2 separate regions of the Gossypium hirsutum genome follow, and region 1 is linked to region 2. Evidence: chromatin contacts called from public Hi-C data. All regions are on one chromosome and are shown on one strand. Each heading gives the region's core, a stretch centred on a gene start, on an enhancer-like site or on the middle of the called end of the contact. The rest is flanking DNA. Distances are from core to core; before and after follow the strand shown.

Region 1 (7,516 bases), core at 1,313-3,812, 990 kb after region 2:
TTTTCTAAAGTTTAGTGACTGAGTTGAAAGTTTAGTGGCTGTTTTGTTATTGGAACCAAGGTTGAGTGACTGTTGATGTAATATACTCTTTAATTTATAAAAGTTAAGTGGACATTTATAAGTGACATATTACATTAATATGGCTTATTACGTTAATCTAAATATGCGTGTTTTTATTATGATCAAAATATTTTTCATATTCGTTTTACGATTAATAAATATTAATTCTTTTAAATTCGTAATTACCTTTCACAATAATATCATTTTTAGGATTTGGATTTAAATTTTCTATGTCAGAAGTTTATATTCTTGGTAAAACAAAAAAATTTTAATGCCACATTTACTTTTGATCATATAGAGAGACCAACGTATGGTATTATATTATACATTCAAAACTATGTTATTTTATATGGCATATGTATATATATTCCAATTAAAAAAAGTTAAAATATGTTTAATCTCTATATTCTTTACAAATTTAGAATTTAGTTTTTATATTTTTATTTTTAAAAAATTAATTTTTTATTTTCATATTTCAAAATTTAGATTTAATTATTAACTTTGTTACTTCTTTTGTTAAATTTGTGTGAATTTTTCAAATAAAAAAGTGTAAACTACTAGTTCAGTCACCCGAATTTATCCACGTTCTTATTCTGGTCATCCATTTCAAAATTTTGTTATTTTAGTTACTCTTATTAAATAAGTTGTCAATTTTAATCACTCTCGTTAGATAAGTTATTAATTTTAGTCACTCTACCGTTAAGATGAGTTTGATCATCAAATAGAATGCTGGCTTGGCTTGGTATAATAATAAAATCAGCCCTCCATGTTTACCCATTTTATTAATTTAATCTTGATTTTGAAAAAAATATTACAAATTTAACCTTTAATATTTACAAATTATACCAGCCATGATTCTAAAATTAAAAATATATAAATTAAAATAAAAAAATAGGAATACAAAAGGATTAATAAAATTTATAAACACATATTAGAACTTGTAAAAATTTATAAAATACTCAAACAAGAAATATATGTGGAAAGATGGTGGGGATGAGATGATTTTCAATTACAGGGTAAAGAAGATAGTGTTATTATTATATTAATTGGATTGGAAAAATTGAATCTTAGTTCGTCATTTTAACAAACGCTTGGTGTGGATTTATTTTAAGTGATTTGCAATGAAATTTGATTTCCTCTTTAGTAATATTATCTAATTAATTGTCTTTCAAATTTCAAAAGTTTAGGAATCCTCGTTATTATTTTGATTCGAATGAATGATTCAAATTGCCAATGAAAGTTTAAATAAAAAATTAATCCATTTTTACCATGAAAAATTGAAATCAATCTTATATAAGCTCAAAATGATAAGTGTTAAAAACATTTGAGGGAACGAGGAAGAAAAACTGGCATTGATTGAGAAAGATGAGAATAAAAAATGTGGACTTGAGGGGAAGGAAAGTGTGAAAATATAATAAATTTTCAATATATTTTTATATTTTTTTGAGTATCTCATATATTTTTATAAATTTTAATAATTTTTAATTTTTATATATTTTTAAATTCAAATTCAAATTTATGTTTTTTTAAATTTTAAAATCATTGCCAAATTGGTATAATGTGTATATATTAAAAGTTAATTTTATCTTTTTAAATCAGAATAAAATTAATAAAATGAGCAAACATGGATGGCTAATTTTGTTATTATACTAGGCCAGGTCAACATTCTGTTTAGTGATTAAATCAATTTTAACAGTAGAATGATTAAAATTGACAACTTATCTAACATGAGTGACTAAAATAACAAAATTTTGAACGGTGTGATTAAAATAGAGACACAGGTAAACTCGGGTGACTAAATATGTAGTTTACCTTAAAAAACTTACTTTATAGTAATTTAACTAAAAAATAATGTTATAATAAACTTAAATTTGACAAAATAGTTTTAACAGTATTAACAATTAGATTTAAATTTTAAAATTTAAAAAATATAGAGATTAAATTTTTAAACAAAATTAAATATTAAAATTTAAATTTATGAAAAATACATCAACTTATAAAATATTTGAACCTAAAAGAAATTAAAGAATACTCCTTAAAAAGATTAATTAAAATTGGAATAAATACAAATATGAGATTAAAAAGATTACTTTGATATCTTTGAGTTTTGACGCTTCAAAGTATAAAAAATGTGTTGTTGAAAACAGTTGGGTTTGACTCATCACGCTTTCCTGCCCACTTATTTCACCGGCCCACCTATTTCAACCGCTGTTGTTTTGAGAAACTTTTAGAAACGCCTATTTTCTATTCCTATGTTTCTTCTCAATTTTGTCCTTGTTGGTTTTAAATAAAATTAATGCGTGGAATATGTTTTATTTTTAATAACATTTTCAATTGAATTTGTGTTTGTATAGTAGAATTTGTATTTCTTTGGACTTCAGTGACTAGTAAATTATATAAATTAGGTTATTTTATTGAGTAAAAGGTGGGTATTTCTTTTTGCAAAATTCAGCAAATAAATATATTTGTATTTAAGAGATAGTATTTATCAAAAATCACTTCGGTTTTGATTTTAATAAAAAATGTTAGGTGGACCAACCTAAAAGGAATAGATGGGAGTGGGAGGGGTAAAAGCGGAAAAGAGGAGAAAAAAATAAAAAACCAGATACGAAAAAGTGAGCAAAGATCCCACGGGCAGTCCATGGGTTACTTGGAAAACACGACAAAAAAAGAAACTAACCGATAATCTCGAAGCCACCAGCTCTCTCTGTATCTCTTTTAAAACCCCTAACCCCTGCCCCCTTTTCCCCTCACTTCCGTCTCTCTCTTCTTTCCTCCTAGCCAAAAAAAAAAAAAAAGCCTCTTTCCTGTCTCTCGTTCTTTTTCCTGTTCAATCATGTCTTGCTTCATTAGCAAATATGCTGGTAAGTACTCTTCCCTTGCTATTTCCCTTGCTCTTTATTTTATGTTTATAAACTTAATCTCTCGGATCCATCTTAGTGTTTTTTTTGACTGATCTGTTAGTTGTTTTGATAGTTTGACGAGAAAAAAATGTTAGTTGATTTGCTTGTTTTAATCATACGAACTGTATTTTGATATATGGATTTCTTCGGATCTTCTAAGGCTGGTTATATTGTCTTGTGATCTGTCAGTGGGTATTAACAACATGGTTAAATTTTGGGGTAATATCTGAAGATCTAGATCTGCATGTTTGTACTCGCTTATTATTTCTCCAGTCATTTTTTTTAAGCACCATGATATGGTTCGGTTCTAGATTTAAGGAAAAAAAAGATTGATGAAGTTGATAATGTTAATTTTATCTCCTTGGTGTGTTTTCATTTTAGATCTGAGATTACTGAATCTTAGCCATGCACCCTTTTAAGTTTTTTTTTTTGTTTTTAAATATTTGGATCTCTGTTTATTGAACTTTTAATGGGGAATTGGTGGCTTATTATTATTTTCTGAATCATGAATCTTGTAGATGAGTTGGCTAAAAACGCTGCTTACATTGGAACCCCTGGAAAGGGTATCCTTGCTGCTGATGAATCCACTGGCACCATCGGCAAGCGTCTTTCAAGTATTAATGTAGAGAATGTTGAAGACAACAGGCGTGCTCTCCGTGAGCTCCTATTCACAACTCCTGGAGCTCTTCAGCACCTCAGTGGTGTTATTCTCTTTGAGGAAACCCTTTATCAAAAAACCGCTTCGGGTATTACTAAAATGACATACTTTGATAATACTAAGAACCGCGGTAGTTTTATTCCTTTTTAAGAGTTATGGATGGTTGTTGATTTCTGATATTGATGTTTGATGTGCAGGCAAGCCCTTCGTTGATGTTTTGAAGGAAGGTGGTGTCCTCCCTGGCATCAAGGTTGACAAGGGTACGGTTGAGCTTAATGGAACCCATGGCGAAACTTTCACCCAGGGTCTAGATGGCCTTGCACAGCGATGCCAGAAGTACTATGAAGCTGGTGCCCGCTTTGCTAAATGGCGTGCTGTCCTTAAGATTAGTGCTAATGAACCAACCGAGCTTGCAATCCAAGAAAATGCCAACGGGCTAGCTATGTATGCTGCCATCTGCCAGCAATGTGGCCTTGTCCCCATTGTTGAGCCTGAAATTCTTGTTGACGGATCACATGACATTAAAAAGTGTGCTGCGGTGACAGAGCGTGTTCTTGCTGCTTGCTACAAGGCTTTGAATGATCACCATGTCATGCTTGAAGGTACTCTTTTGAAGCCTAACATGGTGACCCCCGGTTCTGACTCCCCGAAGGTTGCCCCAGAGGTTATTGCTGAGTACACTGTCCGTGCCTTGCAGCGTACCGTCCCTGCTGCAGTTCCCGCTATTGTGTTCTTGTCTGGTGGGCAAAGTGAGGAGGAGGCTACCCTTAACCTTAATGCCATGAACAAGCTCCAGACCAAGAAACCATGGTCACTCTCTTTCTCATTTGGACGTGCCCTTCAGCAGAGCACTCTCAAGGCCTGGGCTGGAAAGGAGGAAAACGTGAAGAAAGCACAAGATGCTTTCCTTGTTAGGTGCAAGGCTAACTCGGAGGCCACCTTGGGTACATACAAGGGTGATGCAAAGATTAGTGAGGGTGCTGCAGAGAGCCTTCATGTTAAGGACTACAAATACTAAGAATTTAGTCTTGTGGTCTGTGTATCAGAGAAATTTTCTGTATTGATGATAGACGTTTAGTGCTGTTTTTGGGGGTTGTCCGTTTCTTCTCATGGAATTTAGGTTGTGAAATCAGACTCAAATAAGCTTGGGGGGCCTTAGTTCTCGCTGAGTGTTCATGGTTTTTTGTTTGCTTCAGTTTAAAACAATATTCTCAGCATATACAACTGAGTGTGCTTTGCACTTTTTAATCGTTTTGCGTTTCTTGATTCATTAATCGTAATCCTACTATTTGAGGAGCTCCAGAGCCTTCGAGGAATGGTTGATGGGGCCTTGGGAGTTTATAGCCAGCCAAGTAACTTAACTGCCGTTAGTGCTGCAGGAATTGCTAAAGCCCCTTGGATAAAAACAGGACCTGAAAAATAAAAGTCCAAGCATTTTTAGTGAAAAAATGAATACCAGTGAACAATCAAGAGATAGGAGTTAGCTGGCTAAGGATTTCAGCAGGGATTGGGAAGTCAACTTGTTACAATCCGGTTGCAGTGTAAGGCAGCTCGTCAGGGTTTGCATCAGTATTTGTATAGAAGAGAACAGTGCCACAGCCAAACCAAAAAAAACCTCCAAACAAGACACAAAGGAGTCCACAGCAGCAACTAGGGCTGAGTATTTGATAGAATTATAGAACTGAGTGAACAAATTTAAATTAACGAGTACTTTTTTATTAAAAGCAAAATGAGAAGAATATTTTTGTATGATAAAATTTAAATTATTAACTTATTTAAGTTTTTAAAATTATTATTTTAATTTTTTTTAAAAATTTAACTTTATATATTTTTATTTTTTTTGCAATTTTATATTTTTTAAAATATAAAATTTGAAATTTTATAAAAATTTGAATTTGAAAAATTATTTTGATTTTCAAATTTTTGTTGAGAGGTCAATTTACTCAGTTTTTTAAAATTGATAGGGACAAAAGAGATATTTTCACTTATGTTATTTGAATTATTTGAGATATTCAAATTGTAAAATTTTATTTGATTTGAGCTCAAAACTCGAATTATTTATTCGAATTGACTCGAAAAAAATTGAATAACTCAAATAATTTAATTTGATTAACACAATTTATTTTTTTTAATTTTTTCGAATTAAATCGATTTTTACATACCTCTTAACAACAATAGAGTTTCCATGCTGACTGCGCCTCCCGGTCCAAAGTGTCTTAATATATGGATGTTTGAGTGGCTCTCGCAGCATCCTTTTGATTGCTCCCCGCAAGAGCTGCTCCAATTCTAGTGTGAGGTAGGCGCAGGCTCTGAGCGGCTCTAGGTACTTATGTTCCTGCCCAGCTTTGATGCAAGCCACCCCTTCGATTCTTGGTAAACTCCTTTTCTCACTCGTTTTGCTTTTCAGTTCAGTATCCCAATTGCCTGTAATATTTGATCCCTTAGCTTCCTCTGATGATAAACTATCATTTTCATTTGCTTCATCCCCAGTGTAGCTTTCGATGATGTTTTGGATGTTCTTTTATCATTTTTTTGCTCCTCAACTAACCTCTTTTGTTGTTAAGGAGGGGTTACGCAATGGAAGCCCAAAGAGAGAGGCCCACTAAAGTTGAGAACGATTTTGAAGACACAAGTTTTCTGAACTTTATTTGTTGGCTTACCTAGGGCTCAGGGTACATGAACGATGGTACTAGCAAAGTTAGATGGCACATATAAGAGCATATTCCCTTTGGTTTTGCCCATGTCCATATCCGGATGACACCTACCTACCTACCTACCTTCAGGGGTTCGTCAACAAGCACAAGCGATTGTGCATGATTCACTACAACTTCTCTACCCTTTTTTTTAATCATTATCTTCATTGAAAACAAACAGAAATATATTTTTTTACGAGTTCATGTGCCTTTCAACAACTAGACTCCAGATAGGTGCTCTAAGGGGCTCTCATCTACTTACAGTTCGAGCACTTTATTTCATAAGCCCGATCTTATGGGTTCTCACCCCTGCTGTTATGGCATCATCAATAGCCACAAAAGCTTAACCTATTACTACCTAAAAACTCTTGAAGGAAAGTCGTCTTATAAGAACTGATAAATGCAACTAATTATAAGAACAGGGAAAAAAAAGGGGATAATTCCATATTTGGCTCTCAGACCTTATCAAATCTTCCAATGTGATATCTTTTCATTGAAAAGTCTATTGAAGTACATATACTAGTACATATACTTTAACACTATTTGTCCCTAGCTAACAGAAAAAAATTATTATATAAGCCTTTCCTACCACTAGTTGCAACTAATTATATTAAGTCACATTATAAAATCAAAATTATTTTGCCACGTTTGGTTCACTGTAATGGAATAAAGTTATAATTGAATAGAACTGTAATCAATAATTAAACTGTTTGGTTGAATGAGATAGAATAGGACTGTAATAGTTTTCTTGTGTTTAGTTGAATAGAATAGAGCTCTAATAGCATAAGATAAAAAAAAAATGAAATGACCAAGTACCCTTAGTAGAATTTTGTTTAGATAGATACTTGTTGTTATTGTTATTAAATTTTAATAGGATTATTATTAAATATAATTTAATAACATTCTTAATATAATTATTATTAAAATATGAATTAATAAAAATAATATAATATATAATATTAGAAAAAAATATATAACCTACTTTATTATTTTTAAACTTCATGTAATAGAATATCATTAGCGCACATATCAATGCTGATGTCATGTTCCAAACATGGTTTTATACTGGCTCTCATATTGTGGCCGACGCCATGTCCCAGACATGGTCTTACACTGGCACACATATCACCCAAATGTCATGGCGTGGATATCCAATCTATTCCTAGGTTCAATCGGGACTTTACTACATTAAATCTCGTCAT
Region 2 (7,510 bases), core at 2,266-4,765:
AAAAGTTTGAAGGTAAACATGATTTTACTTTTATCTGGCAACTGGCAGCTAGAGTTGTTAATGGGCCGGGCCTAAGCATGATATTAACATACTTTATGCTTGCCCAAGCCCAGCCCGGCCCGGCCCAAATTATGGGCTTAAAATTTTGTTTAAACTTGCCCATATTTGCAAAAGACTAACCCAAGCCCTTTTTAGGCCTGCCCATATTATTTTAATATTTAATAAATTTATACATTTTTATTTATTGAAAATTTTTATATAGTCATAACTTTATTTTAATGTTTACATTAGAGTAGTATTATATATTAGTATAGTTTTATTTTTTAATGTGTTCTAAATTACATACTATATAAAAATAACATAATATAAAGTATCATAAACTTTAAAACAGGCCGGGCCTGAGCGGGTAAACCGACCCATGAACAGGTCTACTGGCAAACATTATATGTATTTGTGTTTTACAATCAACAATTAAATATTTGGTTATATGCACATAGGGGGATGCAAATTATCTGAGGTATAAGGGGATGCAACAATTTGATCAGGCAATGCAGCATGTTGAAGCTAAGTATGGCGTAAGTATGATGATGCTTACTGGTTTGTTGTTTTATACTTTCTGATGAATTATGAGATAGTAGAACCATACATTTTTTTCTTATTTAATAATTGTTCTGTACTAGTGATTAATCACACAAAAATTACATGTGAAATTTTAAAATAAAGGGATGATAAAATTGAAAATCAGTGGAGATTATAGAAGAGAGGAAACGATATTCAGAAATGTTGATTATATTTTTTACTTACAAATAGATATACTTTTTTTTTTTTTGTTAAGTTAATATTCTTCTTAAAGTCAAGTCATTCCTTAAAGCTTTTTGAAAAAAAAATATCGTTAAATGATTTCATTTAAAACTGTTTCATGGTCATTGATATATAAACCTTCCAAAGTTCGCCATTATATATGCCTGTGTGAGCATGGCTCTGATTCTATTAGATACTCTCTTCTACATAAAGACAAAAGGAAATAATTCAGATTTCAGAATTTTTTTTGGATTATTCTATTACCGTTATTTCATACTTCTTGGAATACAACGTTAGACCTCTGATTTACTATTACGTTTCTTTTCATGGTCTTCTACAATTTACACCTGTTTCATGCAAAGTGATTTGCCCGAACGGTGCTGTCTGGGTAGCCAAAAAGCTTTACTTGTTTAGAATGTAAAATTGATGTTCTGTTGTTTATTCAGTTCATGACTTCTGAGCACCAATATATATCACGGAAGGATAAAGGTGAAAGAGTAATTGTATTTGAAAGAGGCAACCTGGTTTTTGTGTTCAACTTTCACTGGCATGAAAGCTATTGCGGTTACCGGGTTGGTTGCTCAAAGCCAGGAAAGTACAAGGTATAGGATTTTGTGGTTTATAGCCTTTTGTTTACTCATCCAATACATCCCGATTATTCATTTCTATTAATCATTTATTTTACATCTTGTTATTGACTCTTGGAATATAGTGACAGAAAAATGTTTACCCTGTTCTTCATTAATCATAATTTAACTTCTTTTTTGTTGCTCTTCCAGATTGTACTGGATTCAGATGATCTATTATTTGGAGGGTTCAACAGACTTAACCATGACGTTGAGTTTTTCAGCAATGTAAGTAAATTCTCTGAAGAACATTGATTGCTGAATTCTGCATACTCTTCCTACATACCATTGTCTTCAATTCACCCAAGGGTTCTCTAACTTAGAAAAACCTAATGGTGGCTTTTCCAGGAAGGATGGTATGATAACCGCCCTCGTTTCCTATTGGTGTATGCACCAAATAGAACAGCGGTGGTTTATGCGCTTGTTGAAGATGAACCAAAAGCAACTGGCAATTTACAACTTACTCAAAACGTTAAAAACTGTTGAAGAAGCCAAAGCTGTGAAGGCATCGAAACCTGTGGAAGAATCAGAACCTTTGGACTGCTAAACTATCTCTATCACAGAATCTCTTATTGAGGAGCTACCCTAACTCAGCCTGCTGTTTTAAGGCCTACAACTTACACAGAATGTAGAAGTCCATGACCTTGGAGTTTCGGTATCCAGGAGCTGAAACAATCGCCATTCAAAAAGGCTTTTTCTTTCACGTGCAGTACAGTTGATTATCCATCTGATAATTAGTCAAATTTCAGTTGGTCACTTGCAAATGTTTATCGGTTTGTTATCTGAATTATGCTCAGAGTCCTGTTTAGCATGTTCTGAAACAACTTATGTGCTAATTTTTCTCGCAAACTTAATTTTAAAGGAACCATTATTGTAGTCAGTTTGGTTCAATAAAAGTAAAGAACAGAGTGCAAGCAATTTACTTTAAGTCTTGGAGTGCCTAAAAAAGATTCAAGTGGTAACAATGCTAGTTTGAGATGCAGAGCCTTTAAGGTTGTGAATTGGATATGGATGATCTTAAAGCCTCGGCAAGGGGCCCTCCCATCGAAGCCGCCTGGTATGAGGCCCACCCAGCAGCCCAATTCAATTGGTCTCCATTTCCAGTTGACAGCTTCAACGACACGTCTGATGAGGAATTTCCAGGCATTGAAATGGAGAGGCATGTTGCAGAACTCATCGGGCTTTCAGCATGGTTGTCTGGTTGTTGTAAGGATCTAGGCCTATCATCAAAAAATTGTCTCAACATTTGACCATCAGATCTGTTATTGACTTCATTTTGGGCATCGAAATGGCCCTTATGAACATTTTTAGAATCTGAGAAACTGCCAGACAAAAGAAACACAAACATTGTAGGGCAAACAAAAATAAGCAAAATAAAGAAAATATATTGTGATGGACCATAAAGAAAGCACGTTATAAAGACTAAAGAAGTGGTCGGGGTCAGCTTGTACAGAATCGAAACCCCCTGCCCAGATTTTGAGATACATCCATTGGTCAGATATTGATTAGGGTCCTACCAAGGGGTAATCATCATCGCTACTGTAAAACAATTTACTTTCTACAAAATAGATAGCAAATATTAGCAAACTTTAAAAATGTGAAGAGATTGTATGAAGTATGATTTTATGTAATTTATATCTTTTTCACAAATCAAATTTTCTCAACTTTTTTTTCTTAAAAAAATTCAAATCCAATTAAAAGAAGTTACCTATAATTAAGGCGAAGAAGATCAGGAATGCCCTGAAAGGAGAAAACTGTTGGCTCTATCACCAGCCAATTCTAAGGGTGAATTGGGGATCAGAGAAGTGGGTTTAAGGTCACCACATCCAACATCAACAACACCAGCAGCAGCACCAACAAGAGTATTGTTGTTGATGATGTTGGTGCAGGCGCCACTAGATTTTAGCATTTCCACAGGCTTTCTTGAACGGTTTGCGGCCACGGTGCACGTGGCGCTCGCAATATTTCTGGCCAGCCACCACGCCTCTCGAGCATCTCCACTTCTTCCCGTCAGTCCTCCGGCATCGGCCTGGCTCTGGATCCATTGCTGCTCTTCCCCAATACCCTGATTGCAACACTGATCCGACATCCTCTTACTCTTCATATCTTTTAAGTACATACTATTTGGACAGATTCATTAAGTTCCTTAGGTAGACCGTGTCGATATATATGGAAGTTTTGTCTTTCTTTCAATCAAAATAAGAGAACAAAGAAACCACTCAAAAATGAAAGTTAAATAAAAAAGTTTCAGTAAGAACTAGCACTAGACTTCTTCCCCCCTTTCTACGTTTCTTCTCTCTTTTTGTTCGTGTTTTCACCCGGGTTTATATATATATATATAATACTATAAAATCATTTATGCATCAATCTCTTTTACTATGTACTTATTTTCTTTATAAATTTGATGAGAAAATGCTAAAGTACGCATTTCATAAAAATATAAAAGCAAGGACAGGTCACACATCTCATAAATATAATCACTCACAAGGTGGCTGGTAATGGGAGAAGTGTCGAAGAGGGTGGTGGAGGAAATATGAAGGAGAGTGAAGAATAGTAGTATTGTCGATTGATTGAAGGAGTTGGGGAGGAACAGCTGCGCCTGCTAACATGTATCTAAAGATCAAAGCTTGTAACTACAGTTCCTGCCATTGAGACAAGCTGAAGAAACTTCCCATCACTAAAGGGAGAAGTAAAAAGGTAACTTAGAAGGAAAAAATCAAGTAAGCAAGCTAGCCAGAAACTTCCCAAACTTAGGAGTTGAAAACTTTTCTGAGAATCCTGCCAAGAAAAAAAAAGGAGCAAAGAAAAAGGAAGAAAATCTCACTGCTGGGAAACGTGGAGGATGAATGAGGAAGTGGTGGCAGGTTGTTGCTGCTGGATTTGCAGTGGTGATGAGGTACGAGCAAAGGAAGAGGAGATGGGTGTTGGTGATGATGATGATGAAGGTGAAGTTTTGGTATATTTGCAGAAGGTGGTTGTTGTTGATGGTCTGACTCATGCTGGTTTCTACATTGCTTCAGATGCAAGTTCATGGAAAGAGAAAGAGAGGTGCTTTGGGGGTTTTAGTTGGTTGGGGCGGCGGGGGCTATTTTGACAGAAATATTTTTATTTGGGTTTTGGGGTCTGTTTTGTTGATGTGTTAACAAGAGAAAGTTTGGAAAAAGCTTTTGCAGGAACTTCTTTCTCTCTTATGGCTTCGGCAGATAGCAATACCTTAAGACTTCAAAGAGAGGAAGAGGAACTATTCTGACACCAGGAGGCAGACTTTTTTAAATGTAAAGTAAACGACAAAGTTAATTTTATAGATAACTGTTTTTATTTTACATGTGTAAAAATATTATCTTCAGATGGTCCTAATCAAAGACGGGGAAATCGTTCTAAGTTAAGAACTACTCTCTCTTAAACGCTCTCTTTTCTATTTTTGCATTGAATTTTGCATGACTGATTTATTTCAGAGTCCTTTTACTTTCTAATTTCCTTTTTAGTATTTGTGTCATGTAAGCTTAAGAATATCGAGTAAAACAAGCACTCAAGGATATTTCGAAGCTGAAATGAGTGGCTAGAGCTTAAAAAGCAATAGCACTGGGAAAGGATGTAAGGGCGCGACATTTAGCTAAGTGCCATGACGCCCTTGATTGACAAGCTGTCTGTATGCCACGGCATTCGGCCAAGCGCTACAGTGGTCTGCCCTAAACCTATTTTCTCCTATTTTTGTTATTTTGAGGGCTTTTTATCGAAAAATATTGAAAAAAAAAACTCTAAAATGGTATATTGATAAAATTAAGTATCAAAATGGTACATTTCAAGTAATAGAAGGTGGTGCATAGGCGACACTACCCTTATTTTCTGATCAAAATAGTAAATAATAATAATAAATGGTGACATGGCCTAGGTGGAGGGGATGTTAGAGATGACACTAGTAGAGGGGATATCAGAGGCGACACCAGTGAAGGGGCTGTCAAAGGCGGCACCAGTTGTGCCTATCTAATAGGCGGCACCCTCTAGTATATTCCCCCCTCCCCCAAGTCCCCCATCCGGCTCGTATCAGTTTGAAAAAAAAAATTACAGAACAAGAGAGAGAGAAGAGAAGAGAAGAAAGAAAGAAAAGAGAAGAAAGAAAAGAAAATGTATTTTTCTTATTGTTATTTTCAAAGAAAGAAAAGAAAATGTAATTTTCTTATTGTTTTTTTCAAATATAATAGATTATGATAAGAAAAAAAATTTTGTTAGTATTATATAGTTTGTTTAGTGTTATTTTTATATTTTGTTTATTGTGATTTGTTAGTAAGTTTTATGTTTAGATTATTGAGAATGTTATCTTGTAAAATTTTTTAATATATTTGATATTGTTAGAAATGACAATAAATTTGATATTGTTAGAAATGGACTATTATCATTCATTAAATTTTTTAAGCAAGTTTTTTAATGCTGTTTGAAATTGTTTTGAGATTTTTTTGTTAATTTTTTAACAGATTGAGTATTGAAGATAGATAATTAGTTTTTCGTATGCGTTTATTTCGATGGAATCATCTTGACAACAACCGTTGGATGTATATTTGAATATCTGCAACAAATATCAATGAGATTTAATAGAAATATCTCGTTGGATGATATGAAGGGAAGGATTAACGCAAAAATTGTTAGACGTTGTGGGAGAAGGGTCTCAAAACTTTTCTAAAAGTTTCCAGTTTCGGCAGATCCCATCAAATTCACTGAAATAGAACTTGTAGACACCGAAGACATGGAGACAATGATCGCTCTTAACTATGAGAATTAGAGTGACAAAAATGCACTGATTCACTTATTTGCTGAGTTAGCCGGTATGGAGCAAAATGAAGATCTCACTGCATATGGTGAAGAACATGGAGCTCAAGAACCGTGCATGGTGGCTCCAATATCGTACGTTGATAGTAAATCGACTATACGCGGAACCGATATCGATCTTAATGTTACACCCAATGTTGATGTGGTTGGTGATGATGGATACGATAGTAGTGATCCTTGTGATCAAGAGGTCGATAGTGATAGTGATCCCGATGTGGACGGGGTCCCTGATGATATTAACGATGAAGGCATGAATAACAATGGAAACATTAATGCGTCTTCAGTCAAGAACCAGATACGACGTATTGTGATACACAATAATCCTGAGCCACACATGTCGCTTATAGACCCCGATGCGATGCACGTAGCTGAGTTCCCGGAGTACCCTAAAATAGTATCTGCTCATCGGCTGGCCGTAAATTCTGATCCTAAGGAGTTATTCGTAGGCCAGAGATTCGAAAGTAAGGAAGAGTGCGTATTTTCTATTAAGTGGTATAGTATGAATATATCAATAGATTACAAAGTCGTAGTGTCTAAATCGACATTATATATTAGGGAGTGTTGGAAGTTGGTGGAAGGCTGCAATTGGTGGGTACGAACTGCACTTATTCAAAATTCATAGTTGTGGGAGATACGAAAATTTGTGAAGCCTCACACATGCACATCAATATGTATGACAAAAGATCATCGAAAACTTGATTCCAAAACTATTTGTACGTGTATCATGCCAATGGTGAAGGACATGCCGACCATTAAAGTTTTGGTATTGATTGCCGAAATGCAGGCACGATCCCAGTATCGACTATCATACCGAAAGGCATAGATAGCTAAACAGATGGCAATGGAGCAATTGTACGGGGATTTCGATGTGTCGATAATAAGCTATAGGGATGGATAGCCGCTATGCGGGAGTACGTACAGGAGACTATCATTGAGTTAGACACTACCTTATTACGGCCCGGATAACCAACTACAACTGGGAAAAAAAAGTTTCCATCAGATGTTTTGGACGTTTGATCCATGTGTGCATGCATTTCCCCACTACAAGCCGTCTGTACAAGTAAATGGGACCTGTCTATATGGAAAATATACACAGATCCTACTTCTTACGGTTGTTCAAGATGACAACAGAAACTTGCTCCTGATAGCATTTTCCATCGTAGATAAGAAGAACGTGGAATCGTGAGAATTCTTTTTTACTATCCTGCGGAGGTATGTTATTAGCAATGATAATATTTACATCATCTCCAACAGAGGGA

The links. Hi-C and Micro-C count contacts between places; a contact is called where the count stands out from the background.
Region 1: a Hi-C map of leaf shows a contact between it and region 2, with 2.9 times the contacts expected there. The contact joins the promoter of LOC107948544 here to the promoter of LOC107948122 in region 2. A contact is called at or near these places in 8 of 34 Hi-C or Micro-C datasets (callus, hypocotyl, leaf and 1 more).

Annotation. Positions count from the first base shown.
Region 1 is chrA04:57,107,706-57,115,221 of Gossypium_hirsutum_v2.1, forward strand. LOC107948544 (fructose-bisphosphate aldolase 6, cytosolic) reads left to right here and starts at 2,563. Exons shown (of 3, transcript XM_016883133.2): 1 at 2,563-2,924; 2 at 3,482-3,709; 3 at 3,819-4,869. The coding sequence starts at 2,897. The coding sequence ends at 4,639.
Region 2 is chrA04:56,115,733-56,123,242 of Gossypium_hirsutum_v2.1, forward strand. It overlaps LOC107948122 (growth-regulating factor 3-like), which reads right to left and starts at 3,516. Exons shown (of 2, transcript XM_041111206.1): 1 at 3,167-3,516; 2 at 2,416-2,749. The coding sequence starts at 3,516. The coding sequence ends at 2,416. It overlaps LOC107948121 (1,4-alpha-glucan-branching enzyme 2-2, chloroplastic/amyloplastic), which reads left to right. Exons shown (of 22, transcript XM_016882590.1): 19 at 498-575; 20 at 1,248-1,403; 21 at 1,581-1,655; 22 at 1,776-2,355. The coding sequence ends at 1,913.